2 separate regions of the Zea mays genome follow, and region 1 is linked to region 2. A link is a contact called in public Hi-C data. All regions are on one chromosome and are shown on one strand. Each heading gives the region's core, a stretch centred on a gene start, on an enhancer-like site or on the middle of the called end of the contact. The rest is flanking DNA. Distances are from core to core; before and after follow the strand shown.

What was found. Hi-C and Micro-C count contacts between places; a contact is called where the count stands out from the background.
Region 1: a contact with region 2 is called in a Hi-C map of leaf, with 9 times the contacts expected there. The contact joins the promoter of LOC100278683 here to the promoter of LOC100280624 in region 2. A contact is called at or near these places in 8 of 25 Hi-C or Micro-C datasets (ear, endosperm, leaf and 2 more).

The regions. Positions count from the first base shown.
Region 1 is chr10:113,257,171-113,260,536 of Zm-B73-REFERENCE-NAM-5.0, reverse strand. It overlaps LOC100278683, which reads right to left and starts at 2,008. Exons shown (of 11, transcript NM_001371665.1): 1 at 1,767-2,008; 2 at 754-826; 3 at 575-652. The coding sequence starts at 1,886.
Region 2 is chr10:113,012,137-113,015,558 of Zm-B73-REFERENCE-NAM-5.0, reverse strand. LOC100280624 (dihydrolipoyllysine-residue succinyltransferase component of 2-oxoglutarate dehydrogenase complex) reads right to left here and starts at 1,494. Exons shown (of 13, transcript NM_001153542.1): 1 at 1,280-1,494. The coding sequence starts at 1,327.

The DNA of each region.
Region 1 (3,366 bases), core at 759-3,258, 240 kb before region 2:
CAATTTTGTTTTCTACATTCACTGAAAGCTAGAAGAAAAGTATCATCAACTAACAAAAGTTTTCAATGAAGGATTTGGCTATCAAGAGATAAAGTGGACACTAGTATGGCAAAACTGGATGACAAGGCTGACACGATGTCAAAAAAAAGAACACCCTCAAAATTTGTACTAGTGGTAAAAAATAAGAAAATGTCTAAAATAAACAAATATTACTAGTACATCTTGAAGATCAGTTCATGATTCAGTACTTCAGGTAAATGAATTGCTTAAGAGGATTCTATCCAAATCCAGTGGATAATATTCTATTCTTCCAAATCCCATTTTACTGCCTCCTCGTGTTTCAGATTCAGCCAACACCTGTCTCTCTTTATACAGGGGGCTGAGTAGCAGAAAATTTTGTTTCAGGGCTTATCCATACAAAAATGGCATACACCGCTCAAGAAAGAAATGGATATGCTGAAAAATAGTATAGTTGGCTCTAAAACACGAAAACCAATTTGCTAAAGACACTCGTAAGAATAATTTCAAACCACAAATTTCCATCTCATACATACAGATCCACGAAATCACTCACCACTTTCATCATCATCATAATTCAATGCAGCTTTTTCAAGCAAGCAAGTTCCCATTTCACCCATGGCTTCCGCAAACTCTGTATAAATAGATTACATGTGACTGTAAGAACGACAGATGAAATATCTGATGTGAAGATAGGGACAGTTTTATTTCATTAGAAGTAAAAATAGCAATCACCATATACACTATTTGTCGTTGCGGCTGCAGCTGAAAGCAAGCTATCGTAACAGTTCCTCATATCTTCCATTTCCTGCAAAGTACAATTCCATGTTTGTTGCAAAAGGTGGGTTAAATTTTTTTAATTTCCACTAGAGGGCAGTTGTGGCCCCAAATCTTTTCTTCCTATTACAGTTCACATGAGAAAGTGAATGACTTGTGAATTTGTCTGAAAATTTAAATCATGGATCAGCTTATAGTCCTGTCAAACTTGTACCATATAATAAACTTCAATCACTATCCAACATCACATTCATGTCTGAACAGCTTTCACCATAATTTATCCATTAAGATGCAGTCAAGTAAAGACAGGAACTGTTCATTGTATCTGAGACGGAAATGCTGAAAAAAAAGACTCAATTCCCCTGAATTTCAGAAAACGTATTTCCACTGGTATTGAATATAATAACGCCCAGCAGGCAATGCTAGGTTAAACAAATGATCAGTTCCTCTCATGACGACTTTGAATTGCTGACTGTAGACGAGTTCTAGATAGCTACTTTCTGCGACCCAAGCTTCCTACCGTGGACTTTGACCAGGAAGAAACAGGCCACAAAATGAATACTATGTGCTTCTGGACTCCAAATCTCTAGTGGCCACAATAATACATGAAAGCGATCAAATCCACACATTTCACTGATCATATCCAAATAATGTATGAACAGATTACTAAGTAGAATTCCCAGTCTAAAAGAAAAAGCGCAAAACTATATATAAGAAATAAACACGAAAAAGGATTTATAGCTCAGAAAAGAATGTATAGGCGAAGGTCATTCGATCCTAAAAAATCATCGTGCCCCAGGAACAAATCACTGCGGCCAACACAGCCCATGAAAATCAGCGGCATAAGCAAGCGACGGGACAGCGGCTCCTCGACGAGCACACACGATCCGACTTTAACGCGTAACCACACGGCAGAACGAACGGCAATAACCGAGAGGAATGAACAGAGGCGTTCGCGGCGGAGAGGAGACCTGGGCGGCGTAGACGAGCTCGTCGAGCTTGGCGGACGGCGGGCGGTGGTCCTTCCTCTCCCTGTGGTGGTGGTGGTGATGAAGGGCGAAGCCCCGGAACCTGCGCAATGGCGATTTCATCTCCTTCCACCCTGAATCCCCAGACAGGAAACGCAACTTGGAATCGCAGGCCCTTGATGATGATTAGTATGGGGAGAGGGGGAAGGCGAGGCTGGCTTTCTTCGGCTCTTCGCTGCTGCAGCTCTCAGGCTGAATTTGGGACCAAAACTGATGTGGAGAGAGAGTCGGGGAACGGTCAGTCGTCGGAGAGGAGAGTCTTTATGGCGTGATTTTCGGAGAGAGAATACATGGAGTCATTTATTTTGGTCCATGTTTGACCAAACGAAACCAGCATGACCCAAATATATGGCATAAACAAACATAAAAAAGGTAGTTGCATGGCTGCTCCTGCTTAGAACTTTTAAAGGCAAGTTTGAAAGTAAGGGAAGAGAAACCCGAAAAGACAAGGAAGAAAAATCTCCCGAAAAGACAAGGAAGAAAAATCTCTTAGCACTAGTTTGGAAACTCAAATTTCTTTACGATCCCCTTCATTTCTGTCATGAAAAAGATCCACGGGTCTCTGAGGCCCACCGATCGGAGAGATTGTACGGGATAAGAATCTCTGGACTATATGGAATCACCGACTAGCAGGGGATAAGGGAACTGTCTACCCTGGAAGTGCTCGCCCCCGGATAAACCCCGAGGCACTAAGCTCGGGGTTAGGCGTGGTGGAGCTAGAGAGGGGGACCGCGCGAACCGAAGGAAAGCCACTCGAGGGGATTCCTTGTCTGGCCTAAGACTGACCAGCCATAAGTGGTCGGCTGCATTAACTATTTCTGGCACCGAGCCGCAGTAGAGAACAGTCACACCCGGATTTAAAGGATAAAGTTGGGTGCGTCTCATATGTGCGCCAAGAAAGAACATCACATATAATGACAAAGTGTATAGAAATAAATGTCATAAATATCATAAATATAATTATTACATAACGAAAGTCTTACAAGGAAATAAATAATGATAAAAACGAACTAAATATTATTTTCTGGCGCCACAGAGCTGACTGGGAGACGCCACCTAAATCAACATGTAAGCTTCATTGTAGGGCGGCTCCTCTTCAACCACCTTCTCTTCACATGTGGAGGGTTTATATATCGCAAGAGTGAGCTCACAAAAGATCATAGCTCAACAAGTTGTGGGGAATAATGTGCATGAACTCACCAAAGGTGGGAATTCATGTGAAGTGTAAGGCTGATCAACAAAATAAAAGTTGAAGGTGAGCATTGCTTTTATAAGTTGGTCAAAATTTTATTAGCAGTTACTAAATGTAAGTGAATACTAAACCATAGCAATAGTAAATTAAAATAATAATAAATCCCAATGCGATGCAAATGATAAATTGAATTTAATTCTATAAGTTAATCATGTGAGTGTCCGAGCCGCTCATGACCGTGAGCACGGCTAGTATACCAGTTTTACACTCTGCAGAGGTTACACATCTTTACCCACAAGTCGTGTTACCCATTTGCCACGGGGTTGATCGGACCCCATACACCTCTACCAA
Region 2 (3,422 bases), core at 245-2,744:
GTGGTTAATGATTTGCAAGACACACCTCACGCCAGGGTTGGCTACTGGTTGATAGTATGACAGATGGGGTCTGGAGCTGAAGGTTGGCTACAAGTTGATAATATGACAGTTGGGGTCTTTTTTTTTGAACAAACGCAGGAGAGCTGTGTGTCATTATATTAAGAAAAAAAAACATAGGAGAAACAAGACTTGTCAACCCCTAATACAAAGGCCCCTAGGCCGAGACCCCCCTGACATTAACACAACAGGGGTCTGGAGCTGAAAATTCTTTGGCACGCCAGAACAGCAGCACGAACCAAAGAGCTACTACAAAAAGGTGTATTAAAATTTGCCAAACTAAGGCACCAAACCAAACATGCACACTGTTATTGGTACAACTAAGCACTGCTAGATATAATGGAGACCATTGCTGCTATATTTTGTGTCAGTTGGAAATGTTGCTGACTGCTCAATTTCTTATATTTACAGAATATGGTCTGCAAAGCAGAAGAATATAAATTCCTCTCCCATCACAAGCTTGCAAGGCACTCCCCTTTATACTTCAAAGTCTGACTCACCCTCTGGACCATCCAGCATGCACGAAATCTCAGTCCCACTCCTCCACTCTCCATCAACCACTGCATCCTTGCTTCTTATGATTGAATTGGGATGCAACACGAGTTACTCTTAATTTAATTGATAGATAGAAAACATTCAGCAGTTGAATAGCAACAAGGAATAGAATTGGCTGACAAAATCATGTGCGATAGTCTTCATATCAGAAAAAGGTAGCAGACAAATTCTAATTAGGTCCCTAGACTCCTTTAAATGTCTGATAAACATTACTTGACATCCATCTGGAGTTCCTACCTCATAATCCTTGGTGAGTAAACTGCAATAAAAATTTACATGGAATGGGCAGCAATAGCAAAGAGAAGCTGATACAGGCCTAATCTGTGCAAGGCGTACCAAACAATTATCCTAGAGGAGGCGAGCTTGGTGCACCAAGCACCAACGTACAGACCATTCTCAAGTATCAATGCCCTGGTCGCAAACCCCCTAGCCAACACTAGGGTAGCAGATTATTCTCCAGATCAACACTAGGGTAGCAGATTATTCTCCAGACGCAGCCACAGACCGCGACGAACTCCTCCAAGGGGGATCACAGCCATCGGACAGGGCCGCTGCGTCAGACCACCTCGCTAACCCTAAATCAGCTGGCTGCCCGCAACAAAGGGGGAACAAAAGCTAGCCGCAGACGTACATGCATCGGAGAGAGAAAAGAGAGGTAGGGCATTACGGCGCCGGCGCGGCGGCGGAGGAGGCCCGAGGCGACGCGGGACGCCATTCGCCGGAGTCCTCACGGCGGCGGCGGCGGCTTGTGGGGGAGGAAGGGGCAGTGCACCACGGATTCGATTCGGACCCTTTTCTGTAGTTCCCCAATGCAATGTCCCTCTGACTTGCGGAAGGGGGCGGTGTAGTGTCGCGTGCAATTATGGGATCTGGAACTGGAAGGAATGGAATGGGGGCGGCCCGCGGGCCACGGGCGCCCTCTGGTCGCTTCGCGTTCTCCGGTCCGGTGCTGATCCCTCCCAGTCTCCCACACCCACCAGTGTGCCAACCCCTCGGGCCTCGCACCGCGTTCCACTGCACTGCACTGCAGTGCACTGTGACACGCAGCAGCTTCCTTGGTTCCGTTAATTCTGACAGTTGTTCGTGTCTGAGCTCGTTGCCCTGTGGACAATTTTTCGGAGCTTTGTTCCATTAATTTTGTTTTAATAATAATGTGGTGGAGGAAGGTGTTTTATGAACCTTTGTTGCAGGTCTTCGTCTATTTCGTAGTCTGAGCACGTTATGAAAAAACGAACTAATCTCAAGAGAGAGCTACTGTTAGGGAAATGCTCCTGCTGCTAAAGGTCCTCAAAATTAATTGATACTTACGGCTTTTCACAATTTATCTCAGAAGTAATTAACTTATGTTTTACCGAAGGGTGTCAACACAGGTGAGAAGAGAAGCGGAGGAAGATTCGGTTTATGCACTGAGCCGAAGCATGTTGTCGAGGCTGAAGTAGCTAGTCCTGAAACGAAGGAGACCGACATGTCTGCTACTACTTCAGAAGAAATGACAATGATGCCCAGTAATTCTTATAGCTATATGTATAGTGTCAGGTCGGGTACCGTAATTAGGGGTACCCCTAACACTCCTAAACACGGCTGGTAACCACCATCAGCACAAGGTGCAGAGACTGATGGGCACGATTCAGGTCAAGACTTCGTCTACTCAAGGGACGCGATCTCGCCTCGCCCGAGCCCAGCCTCGGGCGGAAACAGAAGTCTCAGACGAATTCTCACCTCGCCCGAGGGCCTCCTCAAGCAGCGGGCGCACCCTCGACTCGCCCGAACCCCAGCTCGGGCAGGCTTCGTTGTGAAGCAACCTTGGCCAAATCGTCTCACCAACCGACCGTATCGCAGACGCATTCAATGCGAGGATCGCCTGACACCTTATCCTGACACATGTGCCTCAGTCGGCAAGGTTGAAGTGACCGCAGTCACTTCGACCTTCCACTGGCCGACCTAACAGGAAAACAGCGTCGCTCGCCCCTCTCCGACTGTTGTGCACCCGCCAGGGTGAGGCTGACAATAACTAAGTTCAGCCTCAGGCGCAACAGGAAGCTCTAGGGCTGGGCATTCGGCTTTTTTTGAAATTTCGGTTCGGTTTTTCGGTTTTAAAAAACTTCGGTTTTCTAGACATTAGAAACCAATCGGTTTTCTAGAAAATGAAAACCAAGAACTTCGGTATCGGTTTTTTACTTCAGTTTTTCGGTAAAAACCGAATACCAAACTTATACTCGAAACAACACATGCAACAAGTTTATATGATAGATTATACATAATTTTAAAAAGTAAAAATTATATAGGTACAAATATTTAGAGATACATCATACATCACATATAAATAAGTGAATAACAATTTAATTGCTTCACACATTTAGTTCACATAATCGAAAAATCAAATTTTACAATTGATAAAGTTTGGTATTCGGTTTTTTTGGTATTTCGGTTCGGTATACAGTGAAAACCGATTACGATACCGAAAACCGAACTTCTCAGATATAAAAACCGAAACCGAACCGAACTACCGAAAAAACCGAAATTTCGGTTCGGTTCGGTACGGTTCGGTTCGGTTTTCGGTTTATGGTAAAAAAGTGCCCACCCCTAGGAAGCTCCGCCTCGCCCGACCTTGGGCCTCGGCCTCAGGAGGAGATCTCCGCCTCGCCCGACCCCAGGGCTCGGCCCCCGCTTCGGCCTCGAAAGGTGGTCTCCGCCTCGCCCGACCCCAGGGCTCGGCCCCCGCCTCGGCCTCGGAAGGTGGTCTCCGCCTCGCCCGACCCCAGGGCTCGGCCCCCGCCTCGGCCTCGGAAGATGGTCTCCGCCTCGCCCTA